Regions from separate parts of the Manis pentadactyla genome. Here region 1 is linked to region 2. Evidence: chromatin contacts called from public Hi-C data. All regions are on one chromosome and are shown on one strand. Each heading gives the region's core, a stretch centred on a gene start, on an enhancer-like site or on the middle of the called end of the contact. The rest is flanking DNA. Distances are from core to core; before and after follow the strand shown. Region 1 holds the start of GPR84 (G protein-coupled receptor 84). Region 2 holds the start of HOXC10 (homeobox C10).

Region 1 (4,714 bases), core at 744-3,243, 310 kb before region 2:
CCTTTTCATCTGGTCACTTAAACTGTCTCTGGGACAGGGAAGCTCTCTGCTCAGCTGCCTCTCACATGATGTAGGGGAAGGGATCTCCTCTCTATCTCCAGAATTCACTTCAATGACATACTCCCTAAGAGCAGCCAGTGACTCTGTGACCCCTGCCCTCTAGCCCTGCTGGGTGACAAGAAGCTCAAACAAAAAAGACCAAACCAAAACCCAGCATATCCATGGTGTCTTCCTGAGTTGCATCTTCTTTGCTCACTTCCTCTTCTCTACCCACTTCCCAGTCTTTTGGAAGAAAGGGGGAAGGAAGGTGAGATGATGACTACTCAAGAGGAAGGAGAGGGGAAGAGGGGCCTCCTAGGTTTGTCAGTTGTGAAGCTGGGGATGGCAGTTCACTGTGGATTCAGAAATGGAACTCAATAAGGAGTTGGAGATTGTTTTTTGTCTGTTTTCTCCAGGTCTGTCTAACTAAAAAACAAAAAAGACAGAGACTGGAGATCCAGAAATCTGAGGGGCAAGAGTAGCCCTAGAGGAGAGTGGGTGGAGAAAAGCACAGGCTAGGTCACATGTGAGAAGAAAAATAGGGGGCTGGAAGAAACTAGGAATAAAGGGGTTGGGATGCTAATAGGCCCCAGAGACACTTCAAACCTGCTTTAATACTGAATTCATCATTTACCCCTTTTCCTAAGGAAATGTGCTCATCCCACATTCTCTATCTTACCAATTCAGAGCACCATAATCCACCAGGAAAACTGAGTGTTATCCTAGTCTTCCCTCTTCCTAACACCTCTTCCAATGAATCGCTAAATAAGTCCTATTTGACTCTTTAGTGATTCTGATCATCCACTGTTCTCTATTCCCACAACCACTGCACTAAGCAGGACTAGCTACATAATTTGTGGGGTCCAGTGCAAAATGAAAAAGCAGAGCCACTTGTTCAAAAAGGATCTCAGGACAGTGACTACAGAGCATTAAACCAAGCACCAGACCCTTCTAAGTGTGGGGCCCTGTGTGATAACCCAGGTGGCATGCCCATGAAGCCAGCCCTGGTTCTAACTCAGGCCCTGTCAATTTCTTGTGTGAACAAGTGCTGCTTTAACAATTCTCTCTCAATTCTGGCCTACTCCTACTTCTGTCTTTCACTCCTACCCACAGCTACCTGAGTGCAAATTTCTCATGGACTTCAGGATAAAACCCCAGCTCCCTAGCATGATACACAAGGCCTTCCTTTATCATGGCTCACCCCTCCAGAATCTTCTCTGTTGCTCCCTACCTCACATTCTTGTTTACCTCTACCAAAACCTCTGATTCTATGCATCCTGTTCCCTTTGCCTAGAATGTCTTTCCTCTTATCTTCCCAACAAAGCCCTATTGATCATTCAAAACTCAGCTCAGGTATCTCTCTGTGAACTCTTTCCTTACCTCCTCCTTAGCAATTAGCTCCTTTTCTCTTAAGTCTTTGAAATACTTTAAGGGTCAGGAAACACTTTATTAAAAATGTAATCATTTAAAATGTAACCATTTAAAAAGGGAAAAAACATTCTTGGCTCCTGGCCCATACAAAAAGAGAGGTGGTCTAGATTTGGCCCAGAGGCCAAAGTTTGCTGAACCCCGGCTTTAGAGAACCAATTAAGCATTTATATACTTACATATCTGTGTTCTCTGCTAGACTGTGCACAAGCCTATGTACCTACCTTCTTGTACCCCCAGTATCCAGTTCAGGATCTGAAGCATAGTAGGCACTCAGCACATATATGTCAAGTGAACAGATGAATGAATGATTGCCCAGGGGCCTGCACCCTGTGGGGAGGGAAGCCAAAATCCTAGTTGCTTCATTTCTCACATATCTTCATCTGACTTCTTTCCTCAGATGTGCTAGGGTATCACATGGAACCCTCTGACTTGAACCATCTCTGAGAACCACCAAGAAGGAAGACAGTAACCCAAGGCTTCTTGGGTGCCTAGAGTTGCTCCTAGAACTTGTCCTTGTCCTTTGGCCCCCCGAAAAGTGGCCCAGATATTCTGATGATCCGTTTCCATGTCCCAACACTTCTTGGCAATGATTTTATCATGACCCACCATGCAAAGAAAGGAAGGAAACAGAGCTTGGGTCTCAGAAAGGAGAAAGGAAGGAGTGAGGCAGGTTTGGTGTAACTAGCAGGGGAATTTCAACAGAGAAGCCCAGATTGTACTGGCCAAAACAAAAATGAGTAGGACTGGTGGCGAGGACAAGGGAGGAAGTAGCTAAAGTTGGGCAACTGGGGAATTTCTTATTCTTTTAGTCTAGTATAAAAAGAGAACCAAAAGCAGGATACCTCCTACTTGAAGCCTGACTGCCCATCAGAAAGAATTACTCTTTCAGTGGGTTGGACTTCTTCCACTGGAGGGAGAATTGAAGGCTGGGAGACTTGGGTGAGTACTTTTGTGGTAGATTTACTTTCTCTGTCTACTCATCTCCCAGATGGTTAAAACAGGTTTGTATATGTGCATAATGGACAGGCACAGAAGGGACTACAGGGGCATCCTGCATACAGAGAGGAGAATCCTGGGTGACCTTAGGGGATGGAAGGAATTGGAAGGATTGGGGGGCACTGAGGTTGCTGAGAGTATCTGGATGGATACTGAGGAGGCCTGGAGTCTGTTGTGGACAGAGACTAGGAGATACTTAGATAAGCATTTGGGAAATCTTTGAGAATGGGAAAGGACTAAAAGAGCCTAAGGAGAATGTTGGGGATCTTGTGATGAAGAGGCTTGGAATGGTTTGGGAGGCTGGTGAGCTCCCAGAGCAGTTCAGGTGTCTGAGGCCCAGAGCTGTTCAGGTCTAAGTTCCAGACCAGGTTTCTGACTCCCTGTTCCTCTTCTACTCCTCCCTTTTCAGCTTCCATCATGTGGAACACCAACCTCAACACCAACTTCTCCTGCTACCATGAGTCTGTGCTGGGCTATCGTTACGTTGCAGTTAGCTGGGGGGTGGTGGTGGCTGTGACAGGCACCATAGGCAACGTGCTCACCCTGCTGGCCTTGGCCATCCAGCCCAAGCTCCGTACCCGCTTCAACCTACTCATTGCCAACCTCACAGTGGCCGATCTGCTATACTGCACCCTTCTCCAGCCCTTCTCTGTGGACACCTACCTCCACCTATACTGGCGCACTGGTGCTACCTTCTGCAGGGTCTTTGGGCTCCTCCTCTTTGCATCCAACTCTGTCTCCATCCTCACCCTCTGTCTTATCGCCCTGGGACGCTACCTCCTCATTGCTCATCCCAAGCTCTTTCCTCAAGTTTTCAGTGCCAAGGGAATAGTGCTGGCACTGGTGGGTACATGGGTGCTGGCTGTGGCCAGCTTCGCCCCTCTCTGGCCTATCTATATCTTGGTGCCCGTAGTCTGCACCTGCAGCTTTGACCGAATCCAAGGCCGGCCCTACACCACCATCCTCATGGGCATCTACTTTGTGCTTGGGCTCAGCAGTGTCAGCATCTTCTATTGCCTCATCCACCGCCAGGTGAAGCGAACAGCACGGGCACTGGATCAGTACAAGCTGCACCAAGCAAGCATCCACTCCAACCACGTGGCTGGGACAAATGAGTCCATACCTGGTCATTTCCAGGAGCTGGACAGCAGCAGGTTGGCATCCGGAGAGACCAGCGAGGGGATTTCATCTGAGCCAGTCAGTACTGCTACCACCCAGACCCCGGAAAGGGACTCATCAGAAGTGGGGGACCAGCACAGCAATAAGGTAGCTAAGCAGATGACAGAGAAACACCTTCCAGAAGCACCTGCCAGAACCGGGGCAACTAAAGCAGGCCAAAGGGCTCAGGAGTCTCCATCAGAGTTTAGGAAGGTGACTCGGATGTGTTTTGCTGTGTTCCTTTGCTTTGCTCTGAGCTACATCCCCTTCTTGCTGCTCAATATACTGGATGCCAAGGTCCAGGCTCCCCGGGTTGTCCACATGCTTGCTGCCAACTTCACCTGGCTCAATGGTTGCATCAATCCTGTGCTCTATGCAGCCATGAACCGCCAGTTCCGCCAAGCCTATGGCTCCCTCCTAAAACGAGGACCCCAGAGTTTCCGTAGGCTCCACTAGAACTATGTCCCCAGTCACCAGAATCCAGGACTGTCCCTTCCGGAACTAAAGTAACCAGCTGGTATGGAAGTAGATGAGAGAAAGACTTGTGGATATTTTCACAGACAACCTTCCTCCACCCTCAAACAAGACCTCTCTATCCCTGATCAATGTTTCAGACCTAGGCTGCCCAAGGTACATTATTAATTATTAATAAATGAATTCTATCCCTTTAAGGATCAGCTATGGTCTTTGAAGAAGGAAATAGGCCAGAGTTGATGTACAGTCGGAACATAATAGTTGAAGGTTCTGGGAGACCTAGGTCAGAACAGAGGCAAGAGGAAGCAGTCTATCAGGGACATAACCTTCTGCTGGGGGGCTTCCAGCTATAAAACATTTGAGTTGGTTTAAGAGGAGCGACCTCTTTTCTTTGTTGAATTTCCCAGAAATGTCCCCTGCCCCTGACTACTTCTGCCAGGATCTTCCATTCCCACAAACAGATTTATTCAGCTCAAAAAAGTTTTGTAATCCAGCTTTGATAACCACTCCAGTGAGCCATCCAGCTCCCTGGCCTTTGCCCTATCTTAAGAGAATTGCCACGGAGGAGGACTCCTTGCTCTGCGTAAACTGAACTGAGCTTAACTGAGGCAATGGT
Region 2 (4,959 bases), core at 970-3,469:
AGTCTCTACAGGCTGATTTGCCAAGGCCACCTTTGCAGAATAGACCCAAGAGGGTAAGGCTCTGCCCTTGCCCGCCAAAAGAGCGCGTGTGCGTGTATGAGCGGGCATGCGTGTGAGCAGAGCATGCAAGAGGGGTGTGTGTGAGTGTGACACAGGTCGCTGCCAGGCATGTGTGTGTGCTGCATCCATATACAAAGCGCCACAAGATCCAGGCCACCCCAGTCTGCTCAGTTCTCAGTATTTCATCTGCCTCCACACCCAGCAAGCCTCTCTTCTATACAACCTCCAGTAGCCAGTTTCACCTAGAGCACGAGTAACCCTCCCCTCCCAATTGGGCCTTTTCTGATGCTTTTTGCTCCAACTTTTCAGGGCAAGTCAGTTCCCTCAGCCTCCCTCCACTGCTCTTGCTTCCTCCACATTTTTTCTCCAGGTGTCAGAGAAAGGTCCTGGAGGCCCCCGTTCCTGCAGTAGAAATGAATCTTGAATCCTGAGCTTGAACTCTGGCTACACTTTCTTTCTCCAACCAAAATCACAAGGAAATCCAACCAAGGCCACATTCCCTTTCAGGAGAAAACCGTTTGCCACGCACACAGAAATTCCCCAACCACTCGTTCGTAAGCTGCTTTTGGAAACCAATGAAAAATTTTTTTTATTTGACTAGAAAAAAAGAAGATAAAAACATATTAAAGGGGAGGAAAAATAACTTAACATTCCAAATGCCCTGTTCCAACACCATCCCCAAGCCAGACGTCTGGGGAAAGGAGGGATGAGGCGGGCAGCTCTTCACCTCCACCTCTTCCCGCCCCAGCCCCTCTGCCTGGGGGCCTGGCCGAGCCCAAAACGGAAGGAGCCCAAACCACACGCACAAATCAGACCCACAAACAACAAATCGCGCTTCGCAGGAAACAATTTTCAACTGGGAAAACGCAGAAAAGGGAAATCCCCCTTCTCCCAAGCCTTCCCTACACCCTGGCACAAGATCGCCATTTTAAGCTTTTTGCAAGCTTCTGACCTGAGCTGGGGACATCAGACCCCACCAGGATACCAGCGCAGAGCAAGCAAACCAAAGCCTGCCCCCACCCGGGAGCGGTCACCCGCCCTGGCAGCATAAGGCGCCTGCAGACTGCCGGTGGTGCGCATCACCCCCTGGTCTCGGCGCCCACGGCAGCTGCCGGCCCAGCACCTCCACTTCGCCGCTTACCTTCCCTAACCAAATGACGCGCCACCAGCCTGGCGCTCAGCAAACACGAGTCGCAAGCCGGGATTTCATTCCCGGGACGTCCAAGGCCTCCTCGGCCCAACCCGCCCCCCGCTCCCACCCCGGCCACGAAGACCAAGTGCCCGAGCGTCCCAGCCGGGCCGCGGCCCCAGCGACCTTACCTTTCGCTTCGTTATCCGAGGTGTCTGGGCTGGAGTCGGCGGTTTTGGCCCGCTCCTTTTCACTCTCCAAGGGGCTGCCTTTGGGGCCCGCCAGACTCTGCTCGGTCTTGATCTCATTGGGGCTAGGGGTCTGGCTGTCGGACTTGGGGGTCTCAGGGAAACTCACTTTGCCCCCGAGCTGGGGAGATTCCAGATGTTCGGCGCGCGGGGTGAGACTGGCCCGCTGCTCGAAAGGGGCTTCGAAGTCGTTGGCCCCGGCACAGTGGGGCGGCTTGTCCAGCGCGGAGTAGCTCGGGCTGGCGCGGTAGTAGCTGGGCACAGGCACCTCGTGCTCCCCGAGGCAGGACTCCTGCAGGGGGTGGGAGTAGAGGGCTGCCTCGGGGCCACTTTTAGCCCGCTTCTCCGCGCTGTACATGCAGCAGACATTCTCCTCCTTGACACTAGGTGGGTAGGAACAGGAGGACAGCGGCCTGCCAACAGGTTGTTCCAGGCGGTAGGCGGCTTTGGGGTCGCCCCAGGAGTCCAGCTGCGAGAGGTAGGACGGGTAGGTGTTGAGGGAGAGATTGGGGCTGCTGCCCTCGTCCCTCTTGGATAGCGAGGGCGCGAGCCCGCAGCCCCGCATCACCCCGCAGTTGAAGTCACTCCCAGATTGCATATACATGCCTGCGCTTCGGCTATAGCGCTCTCCTCCGCCTGGCGCAGCCAAGGGCTCCGCATACGAGTTCGGAGTTACATTGCGAGGGCATGTCATTTTCAGAGAGAGGGGTTTTTAAGGAGCAATACTACAGCGGAGGAGCTGACATCTTTTTTTTTCCCTATCCGGGAGGGTGGGGGGCTGTTGGAGGGGCGGGAGGGAAAAGAAGGGGGGGGGGAATATCAGCTCCATAATTATCCGTGTATTCGGTCCTCACCATGTGACGGCTAGACCAATGGGATTTGAAAATGGCCTTGATGATTCAGACGGCCGTGACGTCAGCGGGGTCAAGTTGTCGGCAGGCGGAGGGCTCAGCGTGGAGTAACAGCGCCACCTAGCAGCCACCTTGGGGTAGGGGCGCGGGAGCCCATCCCCGCGAACAAAGGAAGCGCCCCCGGGGCGGCAGGGGCAGGAGCGGGTGGAGTAAGATAGGGGGGCTCTAGGGAGAATGGGGCTTGTTTACCCAGGAACCAGCCTGTAACTCCTGGGGAGAGGGGAGCGGAGAGGGGGCAAATGCGGGAGAAAGGGAGAAAGCGAGGCAACTCGGGGCTCAAAACAGTCAAATTCAAATTAAAAGGTCAAGACACGATTCAGGTACTTCTTCCCCTCTTCTCACCTCCCTTTCTCCTCTCCTTGACCCCCGCCCCCTCTTCTTCCCTCGGGAATGGGAGTTGGGTGAGGTTGGGTGGGGGGAGGGCTCCTGTGAGCAAAGACAGAGAGAAAAAGTTAGGACTCCCAAACAAAACTAAAGTTTCTGCTCTCCCGCGTCCAGGTTCGTCAGGTTTGGCCTGGGAACTCAGTTTGGGGACCTTCAGTCACGGAAGCTGATTGAGTTGCAAGCTCCCAGTGGAATCTCCTCTCTCTGGGGTGGACCAGGTAGGGGTCACCATCACTTTAGGGATACTGAGGGGAAAGGAGGTTCTGAGTGAATCTAGGAGTCGGGGCAGGAGGAAGCCGGCAACCAGAGGCACCGGTTCCCCGACCTGGGAGTGCAGCCGCCTGGGCCTGGCAGGGTGGGCGGCTCCTGGGTTGCCATCCCAGGGGCGGGAAGGCTTTGGCCTTGGAGTCGGTTCTGCTGCTTTTGCTCCAGGCCCTGGCGGCCCTCCAAATGACCTTGCCCCAACTAAAACAGGGAATATCCCAGAGCGAAAGAGGAAAATCCTCGGGGTCTCTGCTGCTCTGGAGGAGTCATGGATCATACAGGAAACCAGGACACCAGATGCCACAAAAAATATGACCGAGAGAAATGTCCTTTCCAGAGCGAATGAGCTGGGGGCATTTTTGAAAGGAGAACAGGGACCAGTCTATTTTTGTGGTTTTTATTGTTTAATAAAGGGTGTCGAGAAATGGGAGACAAGGTATATTTCACATAGTTCTATCCATGTCGCTATCGCCATTCTCCCAAAGCGAACTAAACTCTCCACCCCTTCCTCAGGAAACGGAATCTGGAGAATAACTTGTCTTTCCGGTTGCCCCGCATTTTCCCTTGGATGAAGCCGCCTCGGGTTTCGACTTTCGGAAGGGCTGGAGCGTGGCTGGGAAAAGGATCGGAGCTCCAGGCGCCCTGGCGTGAAGTGAGGAGGCTGGATCGCTTCTAGGGAGGCCCAAGCCCCCGCTGCTAGAACGTGACTTCGGAAAGAAATCCGCCGAATTCTCTCATCCAGGGGGTGAGAGAGAAGGCAAAGGGGTCCCTGAATTTCGGGAAAACTGGAAGAAAATATGTAATGTGTGACTTGCTTGCAGGGCCAGCCAGAGGAGATCTGAAATGGTTTTGTGCTTTCATTTGCAGGGTTAGCGGTGGGCTCAGCACAGGTTTGGCCTGGGCAAGGTTAGGCTGTTTAGGCCCCAGACAAGACTTGGGACAGCCTCGGCAGCCGTCAATCCAGGGAGCCATTTGTCCCACCGCCCACCCCGCGGGAAACGGCAGAGACTTTATGACCACTCTGTTTGTATTATCTGCATAAGTCTTTCCCCACCAGTTTGATCGAAACTGTTCGCTTTTACGAGGACCCAACGAAAATTCCCCGTCATATTTATCAGCCGGGGATAAAAATTTAGTATGGGAACTGATATTTCCTCATTTATGGGGCGATGAAATTAAAGACCAAAGCAATTGAGAATTATATGGCTTTGGGGGGTTCCCTCCCCCCTCTTTCACATCTCCTTTATTTTCCTTCCTGGTGTGCCTGTCCCTGGAGTTTGGAATCCCAGTCCCCTGCCCTTGCCCTCATTTTGGGGTTTGCTGGGCCCTCTCCCCACACCCAAATACTGCTTGGCCACGTCAGCTTTTCCTGGTTTTTCTCTGAATAAAAAACCTGCAATCCCGGAGCCTCTGCCCAGGCCTGGCCGTGGAAGGTTGCAAAGAGCCTTGGACGGGAAGAGTGTGAGCCCAGCCTGGGATGGAGTGTGGGAGGCAGTGGGAGGAGAGTGCTGGAGACGAACTCCAGATTACCTCTCAAAAAACAGCAAGCCCCAAAGCTTAACTCAGGGAACCGGCGGGAGAGGAACAGAGTCACTCGGCCTCCGGACCTATCTCCCCCTAAAGCCCGACCCCAGTCCCAAACTCATTCCTTACCTCTGCCACGGGAGGGGATGGAGTCGCTTCAGAATCCTTGCCATTATTAATGGAACAATTCCCTCCGGGGAGAAGGAGCCTCCCGCCTCGATTCCCACCTCCTCACAAGAACAAATAGTGTTTAAAGTTGAAATAATTAGAAGTATGATAAACACGGCCCATTAATGAAAAAAGAAATCAAATTCATCAGCCTAAGTGGGACCCCCGGTGGGACAAATGTTTGCCTCTAATTACGCAGGATAAACGCAAACCCGGAGCTGTTAAACAGTACCCGGTGGACGCAGACTTAAATAACTTGTTAGGTTTTTGC

The links. A called contact is a pair of places that touch in the nucleus more often than the background predicts.
Region 1: a contact with region 2 is called in a Hi-C map of fibroblasts, with 5 times the contacts expected there. The contact joins the promoter of GPR84 here to the promoter of HOXC10 in region 2. A contact is called at or near these places in 2 of 3 Hi-C or Micro-C datasets (fibroblasts and skin fibroblasts).

What each region holds. Positions count from the first base shown.
Region 1 is chr10:38,635,172-38,639,885 of mManPen7.hap1, reverse strand. GPR84 (G protein-coupled receptor 84) reads left to right here and starts at 1,993. Exons shown (of 2, transcript XM_036915342.2): 1 at 1,993-2,409; 2 at 2,876-4,714. The coding sequence starts at 2,884. The coding sequence ends at 4,080.
Region 2 is chr10:38,328,095-38,333,053 of mManPen7.hap1, reverse strand. HOXC10 (homeobox C10) reads right to left here and starts at 2,219. Exons shown (of 3, transcript XM_057486714.1): 1 at 2,044-2,219; 2 at 1,381-1,906. The coding sequence starts at 2,097. It overlaps LOC118927170 (a long non-coding RNA gene), which reads left to right and starts at 2,463. Exons shown (of 3, transcript XR_005030737.2): 1 at 2,463-2,668; 2 at 2,847-2,950; 3 at 3,510-4,643.